2 separate regions of the Mus musculus genome follow, and region 2 is linked to region 1. A link is a contact called in public HiChIP or PLAC-seq data. All regions are on one chromosome and are shown on one strand. Each heading gives the region's core, a stretch centred on a gene start, on an enhancer-like site or on the middle of the called end of the contact. The rest is flanking DNA. Distances are from core to core; before and after follow the strand shown.

Region 1 (6,936 bases), core at 2,263-4,762:
GCCCCGGGCCACCCGCCAACACATTGTCTGCTAGTCTGGCCGGAAGCAGCTGCTGCGCAGGGCGGGTGGGGCCTGCGGGGGGGGCGGGGGGGGGCAGGGACTGGGAAAGCTACAGAAGCAGCCTGAGCCCTGGTGCTCCTTAGTCAGGGGTGGGGGGGGGCTGGGATGTGGAAGCTGGATATGGGGAGAGGGGGGCTGGTGCTGTCCCGTCCGTCCTTCCTTCGTCTACACACTTGCTCCGTCTCCAGGGCACCATCCCAGCACCTCTGACAGTAACCAATCAGAGGATTTTGTTTGCCTGGACAAGGTCGAGAAGACCAAGGGAGCAGCCAAGTCCTAATCCAAGGAGAAATGACCCTGGTCCTGGCCAACTCCTCATCTGAGAAGAACATGTCCAACCACTAGTCCCATGGGAATTTGGACCCTATACTCTCAGGAGACAATGGCGGGTGCAGCCGTCCAGCCTGGGAACTCATAAGTCTCTTTATCCCATGGCTCCTGCCCTGAACCAGGTCCTTTCTACCCCCAGCCCCCTCCTTCTCTCCCTCCTCAGCCCATGTACCAAAGCTTCAAAGAACACCTCCTGTGTGGACAACTATAGAGAAAAATGGTGTGTCTCAGCTGGAAGAAACCATTTTCGTCTGTCCACAGCTGACTCTATGACCTTGCTCATGAGGTAAAGTACGGTCCTTAGCACCTGCACACATGTGTTTGGACTGGCATCCACCTGTTCTGGCAGGTATGATCCAGGACCCCAGTCTGGATACCGTGTCTGTTAAGGGCCCAGGATGCTCTGGGTCACATGGTCACAGCTTCTGTGTGGTTACAGCTGTCGTTCACCCCTGCCCCTCATTCCTCAGAATGCTGCTGTTCTTTTCTGAGGGTCTGAGCTGCATCTCAGCAGTACCAGCCTAGGCCCTGACTCTTTACTTTCATATACAGCCATTACTGGGGTCTGGGCTCACTCTGGCTAGGGACCTTGTTTCTAGAATCTTCTGTTAATTTCCCTTCAAATGTTGTCTGTCTCACTTTTCAAAGTATCATTTAGGATTAAAAACTGTCCCAGGCCAGGCAGTGGTGGCACATGGCACTTGGGAGGCAGAGGCCGATGAATATCTGAGTTCGAGGACAGTCTGGTCTACAGAGTGAGTTCCAGGACAGCCGGGGCTATACAGGGAAACCCCGTCTGGAAAAAGCCAAAACCAAAACAAAAAAAACCAAAAAACAAAAAAAACAAAACCAAACCAAAAGCTGTCCCGAGTTGTCTGTGGCAGCATGTGCTGAAAATCCTAATACTCAGGATCTCAAAGCAGAAAGCTCCAGTGTGAGCTACATAGTCAGGCACTACCTCTGAATTTCATCTTTTAAAAGACCTGGGGGTGTGCCTCAGGAGCAGAGTACTGGCCTGCAGTGTATAAGGCCCTGGGTTCTTTGGGGGTGGGGGTGGGGGTGGGGGGGAACCAAACCAGATTCTCTGCTTTGCCTCCTGGAACATCGAAGACTCTATAGCAAGAGTGTGCGGGATACCAGTCCTGGGTATGGAGGCCCATCCCCCACACCAGGTGGATATACCCACCTGACAAAGAGGCCATTGGCTCCCTGAATACTTCCCCTGTGTGAGCACTGTGGGTACCAGTGAGCCTGGCAGGCCCTCCCTTATAACCCTTCATGCCCTTCATCATTCCCTGAAGGCCTAGCTCTGCCCCCCACTCCCACCTCCACCCGGCCCCAAGCTGGTACTGAGTACTGCCTCTTTATTCTACGCCTGCTATATCCTTCCCTGGACCCGGAAACCTTCCCCTGCCCTCTGCCTCCCTATTCCATCAACTGTTTCAGAGACCCAGGTGCCAGGGGTCTTCTCAACACCAGGCCTTCAGAAATCAAGGAGGCTATTGACCTATCCATCGGTTGAACTCTGATGCCTTCCCCTGAACCCAGCCTTGAGGGCTTCTCCTTTCCTGAACGTCTCCACCTGCCCGCCCCCCCCAAAACTGAGGGCCATTGCCCTGTGGGAGGGGCATCACTGAACAGGAGGGTGTATATGGGGTCCAGGCTGCTAGGATAGATGAGACAGCCATCAACGAATAGGCTAAGCCCAGCACTGTGGGGTGCCTCTGTAATCTCCCCTCTAGGGAGAAGAAGTTGGTGACCCTGAGTTCAAGGTCATCCCCAACTATGTAACAAGTCTGAGGTCAGCCTGAACTGACATACAGGCCAGTGGCTAGGGGTGGGGCATGACCTGCCTTGAACAGGAGGGAGACCTTCAAGCTAAGAAAGGGCTTGGGTGAGGAAGTTAGTGTGAGCTGGCAACGTTGTTTCTGCCCTGAGGAGTTCGTGAACCATTGCCACCACCTGCGACTGTCAGACTCCAGCCTCCTCAGCCCCTCATCACACATATCACACCAGCGTTCTCCTGGGAGCGCCCAGGTCAGATCTGCTCAGGCGTTCTGCTGGTTCTGCTGCCAGGACTGAGTTGTCTGTCTCTCCAGGATCCAGGCAGTTACTATTGGACTACCCAGCCCCTCTAGCGTAAGTTAAGCCAGTGTATCTCTTTCGTTAAAAAAAAAGTTTTATTAGCATGTGTTAATTATGAGTTTCATGTTGATATCTCATACATGCATATACTATATGTTGATGACTCTCACCTCCTCTGCTCCCATGCCCACCAGATCTCTTCCTCTTCTCAACTAGTCTCTTCTCTCTCTCTCTCTCTCTCTCTCTCTCTCTGTGTGTGTGTGTGTGTGTGTCTGTCTGTCTGTCTGTCTTTCTCCCTTCAATGGCTATGCCGCTTGTGCTGGCTAGATTTATGTCAAACTTGATACAAGCTACTATAGTCATCTGAGAGGAGGAAACCTCAATTGAGAAAATGCCTCCATACGACTGGGCTGTGGCAAGCCTGTAGGGCATTTTCTTAATTAGTGATTGATGGGGAGGGCCCAGCCCTTTGTGGGTGGGGCCATCCCTGAGCTGGTGGTTCTGGGTTGTATAAAAAAGCAGGCTGCGCAAGCCATGGGAAGCAAGCCAGTAAGCCACACCCCTCCATGGCCTCTGCGTCAGCTCCTGCCTCCAGGATCCTGTTCTGACTTCCTTCAGTGATGGACTACGATGTGGATGTTTAAGCCCAACGAACAAATCCTTTTCTACCCAACTTGCTTTTTGGTCATGGTGTTTTGCTGTAGCAATAGAAACCTTAGCTAAGACATCACTGAAGAAAATCTCTCTCTTTCACTTAGCAACCACTAACTGCACTGTAGATCCCTAGAGATCCTTTCAGTACTATCTATAGTTTATCTATCTATGCATGCATGTATGTATGTATGTATGTATGTATGTATGATCTATCTATCTATCCATCATCCAGCCACCCACATATCTTATCTATCTATCTATCTATCTATCTATCTATCTATCTATCTATCTCTGCTTTCTGTTCCTCTAGAGCATTGGTTCTCACCCTGTGAGTCACGACCCCCTGGGTTTGCATATCAGACATTTACATTATGATTCATAGCAGTAGCAAGATTGCAGTGAGAAAGTAGCAACAAAAATCACTGTGCGGTTGGGCTGGGGGGTCACCACAACACAAGGAACTGTATTAAAGGTCTCAGCATTAGGAAGGTTGAGGGCCACTGCTCTATAGAATCTTTCCATTCTGAACTACAGCTTGGGCTGGTAGGGCTGGCCTGGGATACTCCAGGTACACCCCCAAATAAGGCCTGCCAGGCCTTCAGCCCATGCCTGTTCCAGAGCTTCCCTCCATGCCCACAACCACCTGGGCACCTACTTGAGGGTGGAGACTTTCGATGCTGCTCCTCCAGCTGACGAATAAAGTGATGAAGTTGTAGCAAATACTGGAAGGGAATGGCCATGCTGCTTCTAAGCCTGCAACAGGAATATGGGGCCCTTGGAACGCATCTTGTCACCTTTACAACCTCAGCCAGATGTCCCCCTTAGTCCTTTGTCCTGATACTACACCTCTGTCTCCCCAAGCCCCTGCTACAGGCAGCCCAAGTCCCAGCCTTTTTTTTGTGGTCCCAGCAGCTGCCACATGAGTCCCTGAAAGCCTCTCTCAGTGTAGCTGTCCCCGCCCACACAGTGACCCTAATGTTGCTGGCAGAGCATGGCTCAGGCCTCTCCCACTGATGATAAATGACCCCTCTCTATCCCCCCCATCCTCCCTGAAGTTCTTGTTCCTTTCACCTTTTTCAAGGGATAGCTTGCAAGTCAGGACCCAGGACCCTGGCGGCATTAAAGCCAAGGGCACTGGACTCTGCCTGGAGCACAGCACACGACCTAGGCTTCTAGTCTACTCTGTGCTCACTCAAGCTCAGAGTCACAGCAACCGCATCTCTCTCGGTAGCAGCCAAAATACCTGGCACTCATCTGTACCATAGGGGCTGCTCTAGGTACTGTGCCTGCTGTGTAAGAAGGAACCCTTAAACAGACCCTTACAATAGCCAGCTGTTATGTGCCTGTGGGAAGGAACACGGGCGAGTTCATTTATTCCGGTCCAGGTGCGTGTGTCTATGTGTACACGGAATGGCCAGCTGTCAACTTTAGGTGTCCTTCCTTGGGAGCCGTCCACCTCTTTTTTTTTTTTTTTTTTTTTTTTTTTTTTTTTTTTTTTGAGCAAGGGTTCTCAGCCTGGAGCATTTCATGTAAGCAAGGTTGTCTGGCCTGCAAGTTCCAAGGGTCCTTCTGCCTCTCCCTCTCCCTCAAAGGGATTACAGGCTTAAGTCGCTCTGCCTGGCTTTTTACATAGGTTCTAGTATGTACCAAACATTTCACTTGACCCCCAACAGCCACACTGTTATGACCTCTGTGGGTTACAGAGGCAATAGGCAGCCTCTGGTCTTCCTGGCTGGGAACTTCAGCTGTGATCAGCCTGGTGGGCAAGGCTGGAGTCTGGGGATATTCTTACTCAGGATTGGCAAGTAGCGGGCAACTGCACATGAGCTGGGTTGCCACAATCAGAAGAACCCACAGTCCAATCCTGAGCCCGCGTGGCACCTCTGTGGCACCATGGAGCTACCTGGGAACAGCGGCTTGGACACCACTCTTGATGGTATGTGGCCAGTGTCAGAAGACTCAGAGGATGAAGTGTGAAGCGGGGGAGGCTGGAGCCCCCTGGTGTGACTTCAGCGGTGTCTTTTCCTTCCTATGGCTTCCTTGAAGAATAACCTTGATATTCTCCCTGGGCAGGCCCACTCTAGTGGCCAGGCTGGAACCTGGCAACTGTCTTTCTGGGATTTTCAGATCCCATTTCACCCACCCAGGCAGCTCCTGAAGGCTGGCCTCAGCAGTCCTCCAGACCTCTGCACGCAGACTTTTGCTTGGTCCTAGCCAGTGGGTGAGGAGGCAGCTTAAGGTCCCTCCTCTATTAGAGGCCTCTGTGCTTGGCCAGTGCCTGTCTCTCTCGGTCAGCACCCTCCTCCACCAGAGATCCCCAGTACGGTCTCACCTACAGCTGCACTGGCTTGCCCGTGATGACTTCCGGAGAAAACTCTGTCCCCTCAGGAGTCGTCACTGTCTGAGCATGCTCTGTGAGGAAGGGCAGGCGTGCATGTGTTAACTCCAGAAAGACCAGGTCCTGGTTAGGACTTCGGGTGCCCGCCCAACAGCTGAACAAACAGTGTGGGCCTTGTTTCCCGGCACCCTGCAGTCTGGCTGCCTCACCAGACTGGAGGCCACTCAAGGCCGAGGGCAACCATGACCCTCTGCGAATATGACAGTCCCCTCCCCCTTAACTTCCCAGTTCTGCTCCTGGATCCCACAACAGAGTGTCTACAGGGCACACAGCTGAGGGCCAGCTGCTTTCGTGGCCCCTTCAGATCTAGTTCCGATGTTGTTGTCTCGAGACCTCCCTCAGTCAGGACTCCTGGTGTCATCCACACCCCTTGCCCCAGGTCCCACTGCTGTCTCACCGACAGCCGCACACTGGCCTGCCCGTGATGACCTCCCTGTCTCTCAGTATTTCCAGTTGGAGAATGAACTCATGACATCCATACCTGTCTAAAAACAAACAGGGCAGTTGCCATCAGTGAGGGACCAGGCTGATGAAGCCCCAGAGGTTACATGAAAACCTGGCTACTCCCATGCCTAAGGACAGACCATTTCTATTTAAGAACATTTGGGGTGGAGCGAGGGCTCAGCAGTTAAGAGTATTTTCTGCTCTTCCAGAGGAGCCACGGTCAGCTCCCAACACCTAAATGGTGGCTCGCAACTGCCTGTAACTCCAGTTCCAGAAGAGTCACACCCTCTTCCGGCCTCCCTGGGCACCAGGCGTTCATGTGGTGCACAGACATGCATGCAGGCAAAATAGACACATTTTTTTTTTAGAGAAAAAAAAAACCTACATGGAGAAACTCTGTCTTATAAAACAAATAATAATGATAATTAGTGATGATGATGATAATAATAATAATGGGATTGGAGAGATGGTTTGCTGGTTAAAAGTACTTGTTGCGGGGCTGGTGAGATGGCTCAGCGGGTAAGAGCACCTGACTGTTCTTCTGAAGGTCCTGAGTTCAATTCCCAGCAACCACATGGTGGCTCACAACCATCCCTAACAAGATCTGACGCCCTCTTCTGGAGTGTCTGAAGACAGCTACAGTGTACTTACATATAATAAATAAATAAATCTTTAAAAAAAAAAAAAAAAAAGTACTTGTTGCTCCTGCAAAGGTTTGGTTCCTAGAACCACACAATATCTCACAACTTCTATAACTCTAATCCCAGGGAAATCGGACATTCTCTTCTGACATCCGCAGGCACCAGACATGCATTTGATGCACATACATGCAGGCAGGCAAAGCACTCATGCTCATAAAATAAAATTTAAAAATCAGAAAAATAAAAAAGACTATTCCTCACCAAGTGTAGAAGCCATACCTGTAATTTCAGTGCCGGGCAGACTGAGGCAGGAGAATTTTGAGT
Region 2 (6,936 bases), core at 1,784-4,283, 410 kb after region 1:
TGGACCAAGTCAACTTCCCTCTCTGCCCAGGAGCCACAAGTTATAACACAGTCTGGTGGCACCAACTGCTGCAGCAGGCTATTCACTGACCATCTGTTTCAGACCTTCAGTGGTCTCAGGACCCCCTGGAGGTGCCAGGGGCTAGACCAGGCATGAAGGTATAAGAGAGGGCTGTATTTCAGATTGCCAGCTCAGTTCTGTGGTAATCATCTCAACGAGAAGTGGGGAGGAAGTGGGCCTTTGGGAAGATACTTTGAGTTATCCTGGCCAAAGAGCAGGTGCTGACTACTACACAAAGATCAAGGTAGGGACACTGTTCAACATTCTGCATTGCCCAGGACACTTGCCCCAGAGAACAAGCTAGCATCAGTAGTACTGAGGAAGGTACCTACTATAGGATCAGATGAAGGAGTTGGGGTGGGGGGGTGAAGAGATCCACTTGGGGAACTGCCCTCAGGGAGCTAGGAAAAGAGACCTGACTAGAGAGTGCTGTATGGCATGTCTCACAAATCAGACCAGCGACCAGCAGTCAGTAGGTCATTTATTGAACACATCATGATCCGTTTAGTAAGGGACCACGGATGCGCCTCCCTTTAGCCTAATACTCAGGTACACAGGTTGTGAGTGCTCACACCTCCCAGAGTAAAACTACCTTCCCATCTGGAAGCTGGTGCTCTAAAGGCTGAGGCAAAGGCTAGGGAGGAGAGAGAGCCTAAGGTGGGAGGACCTATCCCTTTCCATGAAAGGTAAGGACAGAAGATAAGAAGTATAGAAGGCTGGCTCTGTCCCCCTAGCCTGGGATGAGGACCTACAGGTAGCACCCTAGAGTCTATTACAAACACTAAAGTCTTCTGGTGTGAGGTCATGATTGCTGAAGACCAGGGCTCCAAAAGATTCGAACATTCCAAAACACCCACCAGCCTCATTCCTGAAGGGTAGAACACCCCTTTCTCCCAGGCTGTCCCTCGGAGGTAATTAAACTGAGCTTGATATACAAACAGCCCTTCAGGGCCCCATTGTTTCTGCACAAAGGACCTGGTTCCTCAATGTGAGGGTCCCCCAAGGTGCCTCCCATGGGCTCAGAGAGACCCATCACCATAGCAACCCCAGTCGCTGCCAGGGCCTGGAGGAGGCTGACTGAGTTCCAGAGCCACAGAGGAGTTGCCAACATTATAGATGCCCCTGGTTTACTACTCACCCTAGAACTAGAAGCCAGGAAGGCCTCCTTCATCAATGTGAGCAGGGATGTAGCCTATAAAGTTGGGACAGCTGATGCTTAAAACAGATCAACAGCCACAGAGTCATCTCTGGGCCCCTGGAGCCTGGTGGGGGAACTTTCAGTTTTCTGCTTTCGAGTGCCCAGTGGAGTTTTTGTAACACATGCAAGCTTATCTTTACGAACAGAGCAGACCAGAACTATTTTTATTACAAAGAGCAACTTGCAGGGTCATAATAAATCCCTTTTTAAAAAATGACAAACAGGAAGTGCTGGGCCTCTCCACCTCATGCCTGAGCGGCATCTCCCGTCAGGTTTCCACCTGGGAGTATACAGTTCAGGACAGGACAATGAGCGGTTGGAAAGGCGCAGCTGGAGGCTCCTGAGGGTCACGGGACAAAGCAGTGGCCAATGAACCTGCAGTCCACCCAGCAGCGTGGTACAGAGCATCCAGCTAGCTTCCCAGCAGCCCATAACATCTGCCACGCCCCACTAACTCACCCCCACCCCCACCCCCAGGCTTTTAAATCCCAACTGCAACCATTCGGTTTATCACAGCATCTTAGCTCTCCCAAATAGCACGCTGTGAACGAACCTCTCCTCCTGTACCAATAAAGCTATTGATAAAACTATTGTTATCTTTCTTGTCCCTGGAATTCGGGCTAAACACCTACAGCATGGAGAACCACAGGAAGGCAGGCCACAAGAAGCCCAGGGCAAGTATGAAGACTGACTACACAGCTCCCTCAGGGCTCCTGAAGGGGCCTCAGGCGGAATGCCCTAATGGGGAGAGGTACTGAGAGCAGGTATGGAGGATCAACGGCAGCAGGGGAACCCCCTAGGTATAGTGACTCCAGGATGAGGTGACATGCACAAAACATATGCCATCTCTGAGAGCAATTCTCAGATAATCACTGGTCTCGGCTCACTGTTCAGCCCAGCGCAAACAGGACTGTCCTCTGCCGGGAAACGTTAAGACAGTCACTTGTGACTTTCTCCTTGTATCCTGCTAACTCCAGGAGGGACATCGACTCACCCTCTAGGCCTCGAGCCCCCCCCCCAATGCAGCTCCTCTTCTGGCCTCTATGGGCACTGCACACACGTGGTGCACATACATACATGCAGGCAAACACATATACACATAAAATAAAAAGAAATAAACTTTAAAGGGGGTGGGGGTGGTGCTGAGTGACCTCCTCAAGCACCATCCAAACTGAGGTCTGAGGTCCCCTCCACAGCTGCCTCTCCGAATTATAGCATTCAGGCCAGGCAGCCCGAGAGGAATCTGGAATTCAGTACTGCAACAGGGCCTGGGACTATAAGAGGGAATAACAGCTACTCCTCTGCCTAGGAGACACCCAAGGGGAGAAAAGCATCTGTGATTCTACGTGGAGACTTAAAACCCAGGTTCAAATCCATCCTCACCTAGGGCCCCTGAGGACCCCCAAGGTGTCCGATGAAACAGAAATCACATACAGCAAAGTCGGGGAAGCCAGCACCCCTCAAGCTACGGCTGGAGAATGTGAACAATCTCCAAGAGGCAAGATCAACTTGATACTGCCCATGGGCCGTTGTCTGCCCTGCTGAGGGGCCAGACCCACGGTACACACCACGCGTGGGCATTCAAACTTCATCTGCATAAAGAGTTTCCCAATAAACCGAAGCTCACTGACGCCCACTTGGAATAACAATGACCATGTAAGCTGTGAAGTATTGTTTATAACTCGTAATCTGCTGACTCCTCTCCATGTTTGTTTATAGTCCTCTGGCAGTGCTCCAGGCTGAGAAAATGGCAAGGCTGATGTACTGGCTGGTTTGGGGTGTCAACTAGACACAGGCTGGACTTATCACAGAGAAAGGAGCTTCAGTTGGGGAGACGCCTTCAAGAGATCCAACTGTAAGGCATTTTCTCAATTAGTGATCAAAGGGGAAAGGCCCCTTGTGGGTGGGACCATCTCTGGGCTGGTTGTCTTGGGTTCTATAAGAGAGCAAGCCAGGGGAGGCAAGCCAATAAAGAACATCCCTCCATGGCCTCTGCATCAGCTCCTGCTTTCTGACCTGCTTGAATTCCAGTCCTGCATCCTTTGGTGATCAACAGCAGTATGGAAATGTAAGCCGAATAAACCCTTTCCTCCCCAACTGCTTCTTGGTCATGATGTTTGTGCAGGAATAGAAACCCTGACTAAGACAGCTGAGATCACCCCACAAACGGGACCATAGGTCTCTCTTTACCCAATGGGCCCTGAGCAGCTTGGTTTGGGGAGTGAATGTCTGCAGTGCCCACTCTCAGACCCAAGAGGCATAGGCAGGCATCTGGTGGGAGTCCCCCAAGGGCTCAGGATAAGGACACTGAAGGCTCCTGAGGCCAGGGCTTTTTGACTGCTTTTAGTGAGCCCCCACCTCTATCATAGCCACCTGCCACCAACATATAAGGAGCTAGGTCCAAGGTCCACCCTTTGGGGAGGCCAAGGCTGTGCCTCTCTGGCTGCCAGGCAGCCTGACCTAGCACAGTGGAGGTGGGAGGCAGTGTGATAAGGGACACGGTGTAATGTCACCGCAACAGTATCTGTATGTCATCAGGCAGCGCCTGCCAGAAGACAGAAACAATGGCGTTCCCAGCTCCTTCTCAGGACAGACTGACTCCATGGTCCATCCTCCCTAGGTCAGAGGTCAGCCAAACCTCTGCAAGAGAGTCTGTGCTCAGATCAGCCGCATCCCGGGCCTCAGCTCATACCTCAGCCTTGCAAGAAGAAGCGTTTCTGAATGAACTTCCTGCCTCACCCACCTCACTGAGTCATCCCCTTCCCCCCACACACACACCCCCACAGCATGTTACAGCAAGAAAACCCCGGAGGCTCCCCCTCACCCAGGGAGTGTTGCCTGCGCCCTAGCAATCCTGCCCTCAGACTCGGGGGTGGACACCCTAGACCTACTCCAAGCCTCCTGGCATCTACTCTAAACCCCACATCTGCCCAGGCGGCTGGCTCTGTCCTGAGCCCCACCCTCCCCAACTTCGGTAGCCTTTCAAGATAGCGCCCACTTAGCTGCTGCTCTGGATGATACTAGGAGGGCAGGTCCAAGGACAGGTTCCTGACACACAAGATGGGCAGAGAACTGTTTTATTTTGCCAGTCAATCCTCTGGCCAGACAGTGATACAAACTCCCAGGCCTCTGCCTAGCCACTGTTGGCCTTCACCTGAACCTCAGTAGGGGGCTGGGCAGCTAGGACCACACACTGCTGGTCCCAGAGTTTATTCTGGCAGATATTCCCAAATCATATCGCCGTGGGTGCATCACTGAGATAAGAAACATGTTCATCCCAAGCACAAACTCTATTATGTCTTTAGATAGAACATAAGAAAGCTAGGTCGGTTGTGGTTCCTGGTAACAACAGGTCTGGAAGGGCTAAACCCTGGGCCCAGGATGGTAGCTGAGGGGTGTAGACCATCCAGAGCTGGAAGCCTAGTGGAGAAGACAGTGAGATAGAACTCCATCTACATATAGACCTTGACAACAGTGAGGACTCAGGGCATAGGTGCTGGCCACACCTTGTATATCGTGTTGGGGCCTCCTCCACAAGGTAAACATTATCTAAGTAATTACTAGGCTCACAGCAGCCAGTGTGGGCAGACCAGCCCTTGTAACAGGACTGACTAGAACAGTCAGCCCACTCTAAAGGTCCCCAGCATCAACTATCTTCCATGGCAAAGTCAATGGGTTAAGAAAGCAGGAATGGGGGGAGCGGGGGGTTGGAGAAATGACTCAGTGGTTAAGAGCACTGACTGCTCTTCCAGAGGTCCTGAGTTCAAATCCCAGCCACCGCATGGTAACTCACGACCATCTGTAATGGGATCTGATGCTGTCTTCTGGTGTGTCTGAAGACAGCTACAGTGTACTCATCCTATATATAAAATAAATAAAATCTTAAAAAAAAAAAAAAGTATGTGGCTTGTTGGCAGATATTTTGCTAGCATGCCCAGAGCCCTGGGTTCCATTCACAGCACCGCATAAACCAGGTATGGCGGCACAGGCCTGTAATCCCAGCATTGGAGAGGTGGAGGCAGGAAGGTCAAAAGTTCAAAGTCATCCGCGAGGTTAGCCAGTGAATTTGACACCAGCCTAGGCTACATGAGACCCTGTCTCAAAAGGGGAGAGGGAAGGAAGGGAAAAGAAAGCCAGAATGGAAAACCATCAATATGCCCCGGACTTTGGTCCACTCCTAGGAAGCTTCCTGAAGGGGAAAGACAGAAACCCCCACGGATCCTAGGCACAGTTCAAAACTAGCCCAGAGAGATGCCATTCCACCATGTGAAACGGAACAGAAGAGACTTAGTCACTGAAACCTCACGGTAGACTTGTAGTGAAAAGAGCCAGTCACCAAACGGTTTATACAAAGTAACTAAACACACACACACACACACACACACACACACGCACACACACACACACCCATATGAATACCTACCTAGGAAAAAACTGTTCTGACTCCCTACCTTCGTAATTATCATGCCTGGGTGGTAAGGAGTTCTTCCTTCCTAAGTTACTGTGTTAGCTGCAGAAAAGTTAGTGTGTTGTTACTGGTGCCTGCTGGGCCTGGGCGCTAGGCCTGCCTTGCGCGTCTCTGTAGAGCAGGAGTCTAAAAGTCTGTAAGCTGCCAGGTTGTGGACCTGAAGGTCCCATCTCAATGCTGCTACCCCTTAGGAAAAAGGAAGCCATTTTGCTGTGGCTGCAGCTACAGTGCAGTGACAAAAACAGATTCCTGGGGCCTGTAGGGAGGTAGGTGGGGAGTCCACAGGTCTCTTGCAGGGCAGCTGCCCAGGAGTGAGGAGGCTCCTAAGTAGGCCCTGTAGTGAGGGAGAGGCTCCCTTGTGTGCCTCTGCAGTGGCTTGCGTTCACACCACTGGACCTTGGCTGATTCATCTGGGTGATAAAATTAGTTTTTCAAGATAGGAAAGTATGGGAGACTGGGCAGAGAGGGGTTTCCCTCTGTCCAGCATTCAGCCAGAGACTCTCTGAAAGCACACAGTTCACCTGTCTGGCCTGATCCCAGAACATCCCGAGAGCATAGACAGACATAGTGAGCAGCCAGCACGCATGGCTGCCCAACTCCAGGAAGGTGATGGTCACCAAGAGGCCCAGAAATGACACGTCCTTAGGTGGATGGCTGAGGAAGGTTGGGTGGGTGGAAGAGGTGATACTCAGAAAACACACAGAGGTAACAGGGATATTATGTTGGTCCAGAACTCCACTCTATAACATGGGAAGCATGTATCTCAGAGACAAGTGAGGCCCAGATGACATAGATGCCCTGAGTTCAGGGATCTACTGTAGGAGAACACTGTGCCCACATTGGGCCAGGTCTCCGCAGCAGTGTTCTATTAGAGCCTGGGCATACAACACCTGGCTGTACTGAATGCCACCACATTGTCCACGTTTGACAGCCCTGTGAGCCATGAGCTGAGCCACAGTTAAAAAAAGGGAAGTAGAGCCAGAGAGATGACTCAGCAGTTAAAAGCACTTACTGTTCTTTCAGAGGACCAGGGTTCGGTTCCTAGCACCCATCTGATGGTTCATAACCATTTCTAACTCTAGTTCTAGGAGATCTGATACCCTCTTCTGATCTCCCATGGTACACAGACATACAGACAGGCAAAACATTTATAGTAAAAAAACAATAATAATAATAATTTTTAAAATTACAGGTAAATTGCAATACTTCA

Evidence for each region. HiChIP or PLAC-seq counts read pairs in DNA pulled down with a chosen protein or histone mark.
Region 2: a contact with region 1 is called in a FOXA1 HiChIP or PLAC-seq map of pancreatic cancer cells. The contact joins two enhancer-like sites. A contact is called at or near these places in 4 of 39 promoter capture datasets (the 3T3-L1 cell line, liver and stem cell-derived epiblast-like cells), 1 of 484 Hi-C or Micro-C datasets (brown adipocytes), 2 of 115 datasets of contacts at active chromatin or transcription factors (embryonic stem cells and pancreatic cancer cells) and 1 of 9 other capture datasets (embryonic stem cells).

What each region holds. Positions count from the first base shown.
Region 1 is chr15:85,600,604-85,607,539 of GRCm38.p6, forward strand. No RefSeq gene overlaps it. Among named protein-coding and RNA genes, the nearest start is that of Wnt7b, 22 kb to the left of the region's middle. Within about 2 kb of position 3,513, at least 17 of the 459 cell types and tissues checked have an H3K27ac peak or open chromatin away from gene starts, as enhancers often do. A contact at or near this core is called in pancreatic cancer cells, where this site is marked.
Region 2 is chr15:86,012,233-86,019,168 of GRCm38.p6, forward strand. The region is part of intron 1 of Celsr1 (cadherin, EGF LAG seven-pass G-type receptor 1); the gene reads right to left. Among named protein-coding and RNA genes, the nearest start is that of Celsr1, 18 kb to the right of the region's middle. Within about 2 kb of position 3,034, at least 76 of the 459 cell types and tissues checked have an H3K27ac peak or open chromatin away from gene starts, as enhancers often do. A contact at or near this core is called in pancreatic cancer cells, where this site is marked.